Regions from separate parts of the Mus musculus genome. Here region 2 is linked to region 1. The links are chromatin contacts, called in public Hi-C maps. All regions are on one chromosome and are shown on one strand. Each heading gives the region's core, a stretch centred on a gene start, on an enhancer-like site or on the middle of the called end of the contact. The rest is flanking DNA. Distances are from core to core; before and after follow the strand shown.

Region 1 (5,366 bases), core at 1,722-4,221:
GACCCCTCTCGGTTCACCAAGGCTGTTCCTCAGGCAGAAGGGTCACAGTGGGTAATGGCAGAAGTAGCAAAGAAATATGGATATGGAGTTGAGCCCTCTGTCACTCAGCAGCCATGAGACCTTAGGTGAAACCTTTCTCCTCTGAGCTTCGGTTTGCCCATCTGTAAAATGGAGCTGGAGCGGGTGGTTGGTCTTGTTGGCAGGATCTTCTTAAGATCGCATGGAGGGCCGGGCGTGGTGGCGCACGCCTTTAATTCCAGTACTCGGGAGGCAGAGGCAGGCGGATTTCTGAGTTCGAGGCCAGCCTGGTTTACAGAGTGAGTTCCAGGACAGCCAGGGCTATACCGAGAAACCCTGTCTCGAAACAAAAACAAAAAAACCCAAACAAACAAACAAAAAGACCCCGTGGAGGGTGGTGTGGATCAGATGCTGTGTTCGTCAGACGGCGTGCAGGGTGGTGTGGATCAGATGCTGTGTTCGTCAGACCCCGTGGAGGGTGGTGTGGATCAGATGCTGTGTTCGTCAGGGCGACTTGTCGTGGTCCATCTTGCTATGTCCTCAAGGATGACCTTGGACTTCTGACTTTCCTGTTACACCACTAAAAATCCTTAAACAGACAATAAATAAGTTTAGTGCAAAGGCACACTTAGAGAAGAGAGGGTGAACCGCCATGGCCCGTGAGGGTTCTGTCTTTGTTTCATACATATGCTTAAAACATGTACATTGCTAACATATGTGATGCCAAACTCTGCACTCCCTCAGCCCTAGTAAAGACCCCCCCAGCCCCGAGTAAACACACACCTGTCATGTCAGCCCTTGGGCTACAGAGCAAGCTCCTGTCTTAAAATAAACATTTAAGAAGCAATCCTGCCAAGCCGTCAGAAATACAACTGTTCGCTAGAAGTAGAGAAATAGGGAAAACAAACGAATAAACAAAACACTCGCCTCTCTACAGAAAAGCAAGGCAAATGGCCCACACATGCATCTCTTAGAGAGTATGTTTTCAAATTTATTTGGCCGGGAAGGGGCATGTGCAGGCCATGGTGTGTGTGTGTGTGTGTGTGTGTGTGTGTGTGTGTGTTGTCAAATGAGTCTGTTCTCTCCTTCCACCATACAGGTCCAGGGAATCGAACTCAAGTCATCAGGCTTGGTGGCAAGCTGCTTCACCCGTTGAGCCGCCTCACTGATCCTGGACACGCACTTTAAAACTCAAGCCCTAACATAAAATGATGAGTGCTCCAGGCTAGACCTTGTGGACAGTTATGTCCTCTACTGGCCAGGTGGAGATAGAGCCTGACTGTAGTGGGCCCGGGCTCCAGGCAGGAAAAACCAGGGCCTCCCTGGCATCTGGGCTGAATGTCTCTGAGTAGGTTCAACCTTAAACATTTAGACAATCATTGTGGAAGTTTCAAAAGCCTGTGTCCTGTGACGGACAGCAGAGTCTCTAGGAGTGCATCAGAGGGAACAGAGCAGTGGCTTGAGCGCACAGGCGATAATTGTGTGGTGTTTATTAGCTACAAAGCTTAGAAACAGCTATGGCCAGGCACCCATCGAGGTTCAAGTTTATGTTCGCACTGTGGAATGTGTGAAGCACGTTTTCCTGGTGTTGGTCTGGAGGGATCACCAAGGTGCATTGTTAAGAGGGGGAAAAAGAAAACAAACTTGCTCAGAACAGGGTGTGGAGCAACAGGGAGGACAGGAATCTGCTCACGTGCCTAGCACCTACCTCCTGGCTCTCTCAGCAACAATCCCTGAGACACAGTGACCACGAGGGTTTGCAGGAGGGGAGGTGGAGGAGAGGTACCGGGTCTGGCAGTCAGCAGACGCAGAGAACAACCCACTCTCTTTAGGCAGCCGAGTCCTAGCCCTCTAACTCAGTCTAGGGTAGAGTTGTGACTCTACACGTAGGAGCCATGCACTACAAAGTCAACACCCCCCCACCCTGGTCTCAGTTTCCTATTACAACATTTTCCCATATGTGTTCATTTCTTAGCTGATTTATTTTAAGATTAAAAGATTACGCCAGGCATGGTGGTGCATGCCTTTAATCCCAGCACTCAGGAGGCAGAGGCAAGAGGATCTCTGTGAGTTCGAGGTCAGTCTGGTCTACAAATCGGCAGGTTCCAGCACAGCCAGGGCTGTTGCACAGAGAAACCTTGTCTGGAAAAACCAGAAGAAGAAGAAAAAAACAATTTTAAAGAAATGACATTCTTTTATTTATTTATTTATTTGTGTGTATGTATGTATGCACACTCACACCACAGCATGTTTGTGAAGGTCAGCTTGCAGAAGCAGTCTCTTTCTACCATGTGTATCCCTGGGATCAAGTTTGTCCAGGTTGGCAGCAAGCACCTTTACCTACTGAGCTATCTTGCCAGCCCATGAAGATTTCAAAGAGAAATAAGAATAACATCATTGTCAGGAAGGCACTGCCTCAAGACCTGAGAGTGGGTAGTTTTCCTCCTCTTCCTCCTTCTCCTCTCCTCCCCCCTCCCCCTCCCCCCTCCCCCTCCTCCTCCTTCTCCTCTTCCTCCTCCTTGGAGCCAAGGATGTCTTCTATGAAGATCAAGCTGACCTTCAACTCTTGATTCTCATGCCTCAACCTCCTAGAGATTTCTAAATCAAAATAATAATGATTTTCAAAGTAGAGTTAAGTGACTAAAAAAAAACAACAACAAACTTTTGAAGTCTCCCAGGTGTTTGTTTGTTTGTTTTTGCCTAGTGTCTGTCTGAGACGGAGTACCTATTAAAATAACATGGATCCTACTGCCTCCTGCTGGGTGTCAGAACTCTTCGTGTGTCTGACTCAGTCCGAGGTGGAATTCTGTCTCCCATTTACTAGCTGGGACCCCTGAGGCTCTACAACTCCCTCAACCTCACTTCCCATCTATACAACACGAGGCGCGTAGAAATGCTGGGCGGCTCGTGAGCATCAAGGCTTCAGAAGCAACCTAACCTGGGAGACCGACCGACTGGATGAGCTTGGTTCAAACAGTGCGTCACCGGCTCCCTGGTACCCGCCCGCTCAGCAGCGCCTTCCGACCGCTGGGAAGGGGCGACACCTGGCGGGCGCGCCTGGAACTGCTCATGGACCGCAGTATCGTTCCGCAAATGCCCACCCGATCGATGTTCGTTCACGCGGGAACTTCGGGTGGGCCCAGCTCAGGGCGCACACCACAGCACACTCACTCACTCACTCACTCACTCACTCACTCACTCACTCACTCACTCACTCACTCACTCTCACTCACTCACTCACTCACTCACTCACTCTCACACACACTCGCATGGGAAGAGGGGCTGAGAAGCTCCCCCGCCCACTTCTCCTAGGGAATGTCTGAGGTTCCCGGGCCTGATAAGGATAGATCCCTGCAAGTGAACAAGGCTGATCCAATGAAGACATAACACTACAACAGGCCAAGAGCCCGGCTCCCATCGCAGACCATGTAGTAGATGGCGTGGCACAGGAGATTTTTACTAGGTGAGCTGAACTTCTGAACAGGATCTTCGGAAGCCATCCTTGGGTCTGACTCTTTTCTCTCTGTAGCAGCAATGGCTTGATGGAGTTGTGCTCCTGAGTCTGCGGCTGAACAGGGGTGGATGACACACAAACAGACGTGGCCCATCCCAGGACCAGCCAGTCATACAGTGGGTGTGGGTGCTCTTCTGTGACCCCAACATTTCAGAGGCTGAGGCTGAAGGGCCAGGAAGGAGTTCTAGGACAGCTACCAGCACCCCTAACAAGCTGCTGAGAATCTGGGGTCTCTTAGTGGCAGCAAAGCCCCAGCTGGGATGTTGTGCACAATGGAGTGAGGCGATTTCCTTTAAAAGCTAAATTCTTGGGCTGAAGAGACCACTCTGTATCTAAGACTACTTTTGGTTCTGCCAAAGGACTGGAGTCCAGTTCCCAGGACCCACTTGGCAGCATGTAACCATATGTAACTCCAGTTCCAGGGCATCGGATTTCCTCCTCTGATCTCCAAGAGCAACAACAACAACAACAACAACAACAACACACACACACACACAATCTAGAAACCAAACTCACTTGGGGCTAGGGAGATAACTTGGTTGGTAGAGGGTTTGTTCAGGCTAGCATGCACAAACCCCTAGGTTAGCTGGGGTGGACACACACACACGAGCAATGTAGTCAGGAGACTAGGAGTTCAACACCACATTATACTTTTTGGAGCATTCAGTGCCGACCTGAGAGCCTGTCTCAAAAATAAATATTTAAGTAAGGGAAAAATATGTGCTTTTAAAAGAAGAACGTGCCCTAGACATGGCAGCATACGTAGGAAAGACGGCAATGGGTGGAGAAACGGGACCAGCGTTTTAAGTGTGACGATCGTTACTCCCCGTTGCTGTGGTTCATGTTGGGATCTCCCAAACATTGTCCAGATCACAGCATAGACTCTGCCTGACTGCCACCTTGTATTTAATTTGCATTAAATGCTGTTCAGGGCTCTCTCCTGATATAACCTCTTGCATGGCCCCTCGTGGCCTCAAGATCAAGTCCACCCTCCTCATCTTCATCCACAAACCTTACCCTCGTCTGGTGCAAGAGCTGCTGGGAGTCAGAGTCTCCAGCCAAAAGCGATCTGAGTCCCCACATGTGGCTTCTTACATAATCAGCAAAATATTAATTAATGTCTACCCTAACCCTGATGACAATACCCCAGAGAAGAAATTTTAAAATAAGCGTTGTTGGCTCTAATCTGTTACTGTTGATAATGCAAAGGCCCCACATGTGTCTATTGCATTATCCAGCCATACGGCATAGCCCAAGCCAGAGACCGGCCAAGTGGGGCCTCCTGAAGTTGGCAGTCATGGTTAGATGCGATCCTGAAACCATATGGCACAGGCTCCTCCAGGGGGTGAGGAATGTGTTGTGTCCCAGAGTCCAAACTTTATGCTCTTCTGTGGTGCCTGGGGGGGCAGGAGCAGGGGAGATGGCTCGGGCAGTCAGCTGCCTGTCATGAACGCCCAAGAGCATGGGTTAAGCTTCTACAGCCCAGTAAAGGCTAGGTGTGGTGGCACAGTCTTGTAGTCTCAGGCCTGGGCAGGTGGTGACAATTGAACCCCTAGGGCCAGGTAGCCTAGCAGAAGGGACGGTCTCCTTCGAGAGACCCTGCCTCCAAAAACAAGGTGGGGAAGGGCTGGCAAGATGGCCCCATTGATAAAGGCACTTACCATGCAAGCCTGGTACCTAAGCTAAGTACCTCGGAACCCACACAAAGGTGGAAAAGAAGAACAAACTCCACACAGGCCCTGTGGCACGCACGGAGACACCCATGACAACACCTTTCTCTGCACCTCATGACAGGATCATGGGGAGGCCCACTGCTGGTTAGCATTTCCCAGCA
Region 2 (5,647 bases), core at 1,732-4,231, 100 kb after region 1:
CCACCAGGTTCCCACACCTCACCCCCTCCCCAGGATCGGGGTACTGAGCTCAGACCTCAGAGAGGCTGGCTGTGGGACTCAGTTTCTCTGCTTGTAATGTAAGAGGAAGCTCAGGTGTTCTGCCCAAGTGCACCTGGGATGCAAGGCCACCCCAGACAGTCTGACCCACCCTGGAGACCACACAGGGGCACAGGCTCACCTTGTCCAGGTCATAGTAGAAGGCCTGCAGAGAAAAGGAGAGTGTCAGCCTCAGAGACCTCTCACCACAGGGCCACCTGTGCCACCACAGGGGCACCTGAGCTTCCAGGACAAAGCCAATGCCTGCCCCACTCATGGCCACGGACACCCGGGGGGAAACTGAACTAAAGGCATGCATTATGGAAAAGCCAGTTCTAGGTCTGTCACTGTGTCCCTGTGTGTCCCAGGCAAGTTACTCAACCTCTCTGGACCCCGCTTTGTTCTTTTGTAAAATAGGTATCAGTCATTGTGATGGTCGATATCGACTGTCACCTTGACAGGCTGTATCTATAACCACCTCGAAGACGATCATGCCTGGGAGGCAGTTTCTAGATTTCATCAACTGGGGTGAGAAGATGGACCCTAAATGAATGTGGTGGTGCCCCAGAGGCTGGGGTCCTGGGCTACATAGCAAGGAGAAAGCCAGCTAAACACCAATGTCCAACTCGCTCCGCTTTCTAGCTGCAGCCGCAACGGGCTGCCTCACCCTCCGGATGTCTCGCCTTGAGCCTTTGAAGCTAGCCTTTTCTCTCTTAAGCTGTTTAATCTTGTCACAACAAGGCGAGAAGGAGTAGGCACACAACGGACCTCCAGATCACAAACTTCAAAGTTCAGCTAATAAATGAAGCCTTGGGCCCGCGGGATGGCTCCATGGGTAAAGGTGACTGCTGCCTAGCCTGATGATCGGAGCTCAGTGTCTGGGACCCACAGTTGACTGCTGACCTCCACAGGAGTACTGTGGCAGGTGCATGCCTGCTTGCTCCTCTCCCTCACACAAATAAACAAACAAATAAATGTAACATCAAAAAATGAGGAGCTGGGAAGGACCTGAGATTTTTGAAGAGGTGTTCTAATGCAGGCTTCTTGGAAACCCACAAAACTCTCCCTGTGGGGTTCAGGCACTCTGTCCTAGATGTGGGGCCCCCATCCTCCCCCGACACTGGTGTGGTATAGCATCAGGCAGTGGAGACTTCTGAGACGGGCCTCTTTATACATTGTCTACCTGAGAGAGACTTCTAGACCGAAGAGTAGGGCATGCTGTGGGAGCCACCGCTCCCCCTTGCGGTTAGGTGGTACTGGGAGTGGGTGAGGGCTCGGTAGTGCCTCTCCCCTCTCTCTGTTCTTGCCCTCACCCAGTCGCCTACTGAGGGAGGCTCCGTGTTTGACGAGTTCTGCCCTCCCTTGTGGCTGACACCCACACGAGACTGAGCCTTCCATCCCGCCCAACACCCTAGTCTTCGGAGTCAGTGGGAGCAGGGACCCAGAAAGGGCTGGGAGCTGCTTTGATATACATACGATCTACTGTTTCTCCCCCTTTCTGAGTTTGAATCCAGCCAATCCTGAAGGCTGGACATCCTGAGGAGGGACACAGGGACACACAGCTGGGAAGAAGAAGTCCAGAGCATGTGACAAGACACCAGCTTTGCTCCTGGTGTGGGACCCACGCAGGCTGGGTGCCACTTTCACCAGGCAGCAGCTGGTGGCGTAATCTCATTTGTAGAAGTCCTCCAGCCGGGACTGCTTCGACCTCGATTTAAACTCTGATCTCACTTCAGGACCATCCGGACTTTTGGGGTGTGACCTGGGTTCCCTTAGTCCTGTTAACACATTGGCTAAGTCTCCCCCTTCTGCTTTCCACTTTTAATTTGGCTCTTCTGATTGGCTTAGTAGGGGCAGGGGGCTGGACTGACCGGGGACACAGAGTTAAAGAATGAGAAGGATCAGGGTGACTAGAGACCGAGACAAGGGGTCCCTTGTGGGAGTGGCTGTCCCTAAGCAGGTGAAGCACAGGGCACCTACTGATGACCTCAGCTTCTTACAGGGTCACAGGCTTAGAGAGAGAGAGAGAAAAAAAGTTGTTGCTTCTCTGAAGATCAAGTTTAACCGGGCATCCTGTCATGGTGTTGTTGATACACTGAGCCCTGAATCTGCCAAGACTGAGTCTGGGCTCAGACGGCACCTCGATGTCCACAGAAAACTGTCACCTTGGACACCACAACATTCAGGCTCAGTCTGGGGCAGGGGCAGGGCCTGTAGCAGAGAAATGGCCAACTTGCCTGAATAACAGATTTGTCTGAAGGGCAAATCTGGAGATCGGGACCATCGAGACCTCTGCAGTTGCCTGTCTGACAGCTCCTCCCAGAACCATGGCGAGGAAAGCTCACCACAAATACCACAGGCCTCTGGGTGGAGACCACTGACTGTCTTTTGGCTGCTGTAAGCTAAAAGCCATCTTCATCCCGGCCACTCACCAGCCTGGAGCCCCTCTGGGTGTCCGTGTGGCGTCCACACAGGTAGTCCAGTTCAGCCTGCTGCTCACACAGATGTTCCCTGCAGGGGAGGGAGAGGGGTGGATTTGAGCAGAGTGGGGGAGTGGGCTAGTCTTCCCAGCATACGGGTTGGCCAGCTCCCCTTATGGGGATTCCTCTGTTACCCCAGAAGCCCACAATTCAGTCTAGCTGTTACTAGTACGTTGTGAAGATGGCTATATATATATATGTATATATATATATAGGCAGGGGAAGTGGGGGGGGGGAGAGGCTGAGGAAGGCATGGTGGATAGAAGAGGGAGGGAGGCGGGGACCAGAGGCTGTGAGAACAGGCAGAAGGCTATCAGGGAAGAAGGAAGATGAGACCATGGAGCCAGGGGGAGAAAGGACCCATAGGAAGGGAGGACCCAGTGAAATGTTGAGTAGCGGAAGTAATGAAGACTGCAGCTGAGGTGAGAGTGGCACCTGGGAAGGGAAAGTCCCTTCCAGTGACAACCCAGGACTGGGTTCACTCTGACGATGTCAGGGCAGCTGGCTGTCTAACCACACTGGCCAGCTCTGCCCCTCCTCCCTGATCCTGATAAGAGGGGGCCCTCCAACCCAGATCCCAGAGTGCTGCAGAGGGCTTCTAGTGTCCTGGGTGGACAACAAGGAAGCAGGAACCCAGATCTGCCTGGCCAGGGCTCCCCTTCCCAGGGTTCCTTCCCTCCATGAGACCTCAAGACTCACACCTGTTTCAGGAGGATACCCAGCCCCAGCACTGTCTGACAGAACCTTAGCCTCTCCGACACTGAGCATTGTCTCAGTTAGACTGAGAATCTTGAAAACCTGCTCCTCTCAGGGCACCTTCTATCCTCCCTCTCCTTGGGTCAGGGTGGTCTCTGCTCTGCGCTGACATTACGGAACTTAGGTGCCACTGTATGTGGGAGATGCCTCCAGAGGCCATTCTCTTGTAGGGCTAAGGTGTGTCCTTCCTGCTATGATGGTTTCTGCCCCAATCCACAGTTCTCTCTCAGTCTCTCTCTGTCTCTGTCTCTATCTCTGTCTCTGTCATTGTCTCTCTCTCTCTCCTCCCTCTCTGGGTTTATCTAATCAAGATAAGAATGCCTTTGGCTGCTGGGCAGTGGTGGTGCATGCCTTTAATCCCAGCACTTGGGAGGCAGAGGCAGAGGCAGAGGCAGAGGCAGAGGCAGAGGCAGAGGCAGAGGCAGAGGCAGAGGCAGGCAGATTTCTGAGTTCAAGGCCAGCCTGGTCTACAGACAGCTGGGGCTACACAGAGAAACCCTGTCTTGAAGGAAAAGAAAAAAGAAAAAAAGAAAAAGAAAAAGAAAGAAAGAAAGAAAGAAAGAGAGAGAGAGAGAGAGAGGGAGGGAGGGAGGAAGGAAGAAAGGAAGGAAGAAAGAAAGAAAGAGAAAGGAAGGAAGGAAGGAAGGAAGGAAGGGAGGGAGGGAGGGAGGGAGGGAGGAAGGAAGGAAGGAAGGAAGGAAGGAAGGAAGGAAGGAAGGAAGGAAGGAAGGAAGGAAGGAAGGAAGGAAGGAAGGAGAAACCCTTTAGGGCTGAAGAGATGGCTCAGTGGTTAAGAGCACTGACTGCTCTTCCGAAGGTCCTGAGTTCAAATCCCAGCAACCACAAGGTGGCTCACAACCATCCGTAATGAGATCTGACGCCCTCTTCTGGTGCATCTGAAGACAGCTACAGTGTACTTAGATATAATAATAAATAAATCTTTTTTTATTTATTTTTGATTATTTTGTTTTTTGAGACAGGGTTTCTCTGTGTAGCCCTGGCTGTCTTGGAACTCACTCTGTAGACCAGGCTGTCCTCGAACTCAGAAATCCTCCTGCCTCTGCCTCCCAAGTGCTGGGATTAAAGGCGTGCTCCACCACTCTGGGAATAAACAAATCTTTAAAAGAAAGAAAGAAAGAGAGAGAGAGAGAGAGAGAGAGAGAGAGAGAAAGGAAGGAAGCAAGCCAGCCATTGGCTGCCCCAGCAGAGGAGGGACCCTGATGAGCCTGTTCATTTCAGTTCAAACTTGTCCTGTGGGGGATTCTCCTGCTTTCCCAGCTGGGACACCAGTGCCCCCTCCAGGCTGCACAGAGTTCACCAGGCTGGAGCCCAGCAACATCTATCCCTATGCAGACTAGAATCAAATCTCTTCAGCCGCTGTTTCCACGGCCACCTCTCTCCTCTCTCTCTCCTCTCCATGCCTGTTCCTCCCCAATCCACTCCTGGCTCCTCCTCACCCCCACCATGTGCAGCACATCCACCGCCAGTCTGCAGCTGTCAGAGGATCTCAAAGCCCAGGCCTGAAGGCCTGATTGCCTCCTTCCTCACCTCAGAATCTTCCATGGCTCTGTGATGAACAGCAAAGGCCTGCCACAGCTCCCATAGCCCTGTCCCATTGTCCCCTTTGCCTGCTTCCCTTGCACTAGGGTCCCTGCTCTCTGAGCTTCTGGCCTCTCTGTGGCTGTGCCATGGCACACCTGCCCAGGGACGTCCCTTTAAAACATGTTAGACTCCTCCCTGCCTCATCTGATTCCTCCACAGCACTTATACCGCCTGACATACTTCTCAGTACCTCTGTCTGTCTGTCTCCCACTGGAGACAGTGCCACACAGAAGGGCTTGTGTACTCCTTAGGCTCCAATAATTTGCCATTTGTTCTCACTTCTGCCCAGCCAATTGTCAGTCTCTGGTCCAAGTTCCCCTGACTGCCTCACCCCAACCCCACCCCAATGCTGTGTGAGCTGAGATCTGAGATCAGAGCACAGGCTCCCACCCAGAGTCTCTGCACGTGCCGCCTCTATACATGGGATGTCAGGCTCCAGAGGCCAGCATGGTGCTGACAGCCGTCTTTCACATCCTCGGCAGTCCCAGACCCGGTGTGACAATCCATCTACCATGAGACCAGAGACTGTCTACCTGCCTCCCTGCTATAGCTGAAGTGGCAGCAGCCATATGCCCTGTGTCTCTCAGACAGACCCACCATCCCCAGGGAGAGGTGGCAAGGGCACGGGGGGAGGAGCTGCTCCCCACTCACCTGAGGCCTCTCTTCAAAGCGTCAAAGATTTTCTTCACTTGTTGCGGCCGGGGATCCAGGCATAGCGAACCCTTGCGCAGTGTTCTGTAGGCCTTGGAGGA

The links. A called contact is a pair of places that touch in the nucleus more often than the background predicts.
Region 2: a Hi-C map of CD8 T cells shows a contact between it and region 1, with 1.9 times the contacts expected there. The contact joins two enhancer-like sites. A contact is called at or near these places in 7 of 39 promoter capture datasets (the C10 cell line, embryonic stem cells, hippocampal neurons and 2 more), 7 of 15 datasets of contacts at CTCF or cohesin (CD8 T cells, the NIH/3T3 cell line, embryonic stem cells and 3 more), 127 of 484 Hi-C or Micro-C datasets (the 63-12 cell line, the AML12 cell line, B cells and 61 more), 17 of 115 datasets of contacts at active chromatin or transcription factors (acute myeloid leukemia, bone marrow-derived dendritic cells, embryonic stem cells and 6 more) and 4 of 9 other capture datasets (adipose tissue, embryonic stem cells, liver and 1 more).

The regions. Positions count from the first base shown.
Region 1 is chr2:167,892,215-167,897,580 of GRCm38.p6, forward strand. No RefSeq gene overlaps it. Among named protein-coding and RNA genes, the nearest start is that of Gm33033, 17 kb to the left of the region's middle. Within about 2 kb of position 2,972, at least 48 of the 459 cell types and tissues checked have an H3K27ac peak or open chromatin away from gene starts, as enhancers often do. A contact at or near this core is called in CD8 T cells and regulatory T cells, where this site is marked.
Region 2 is chr2:167,994,755-168,000,401 of GRCm38.p6, forward strand. It overlaps Ripor3 (RIPOR family member 3), which reads right to left. Exons shown (of 22, transcript NM_001080708.3): 3 at 5,547-5,647; 4 at 2,490-2,568; 5 at 200-223. Among named protein-coding and RNA genes, the nearest start is that of Ripor3, 13 kb to the right of the region's middle. Within about 2 kb of position 2,982, at least 44 of the 459 cell types and tissues checked have an H3K27ac peak or open chromatin away from gene starts, as enhancers often do. A contact at or near this core is called in CD8 T cells and regulatory T cells, where this site is marked.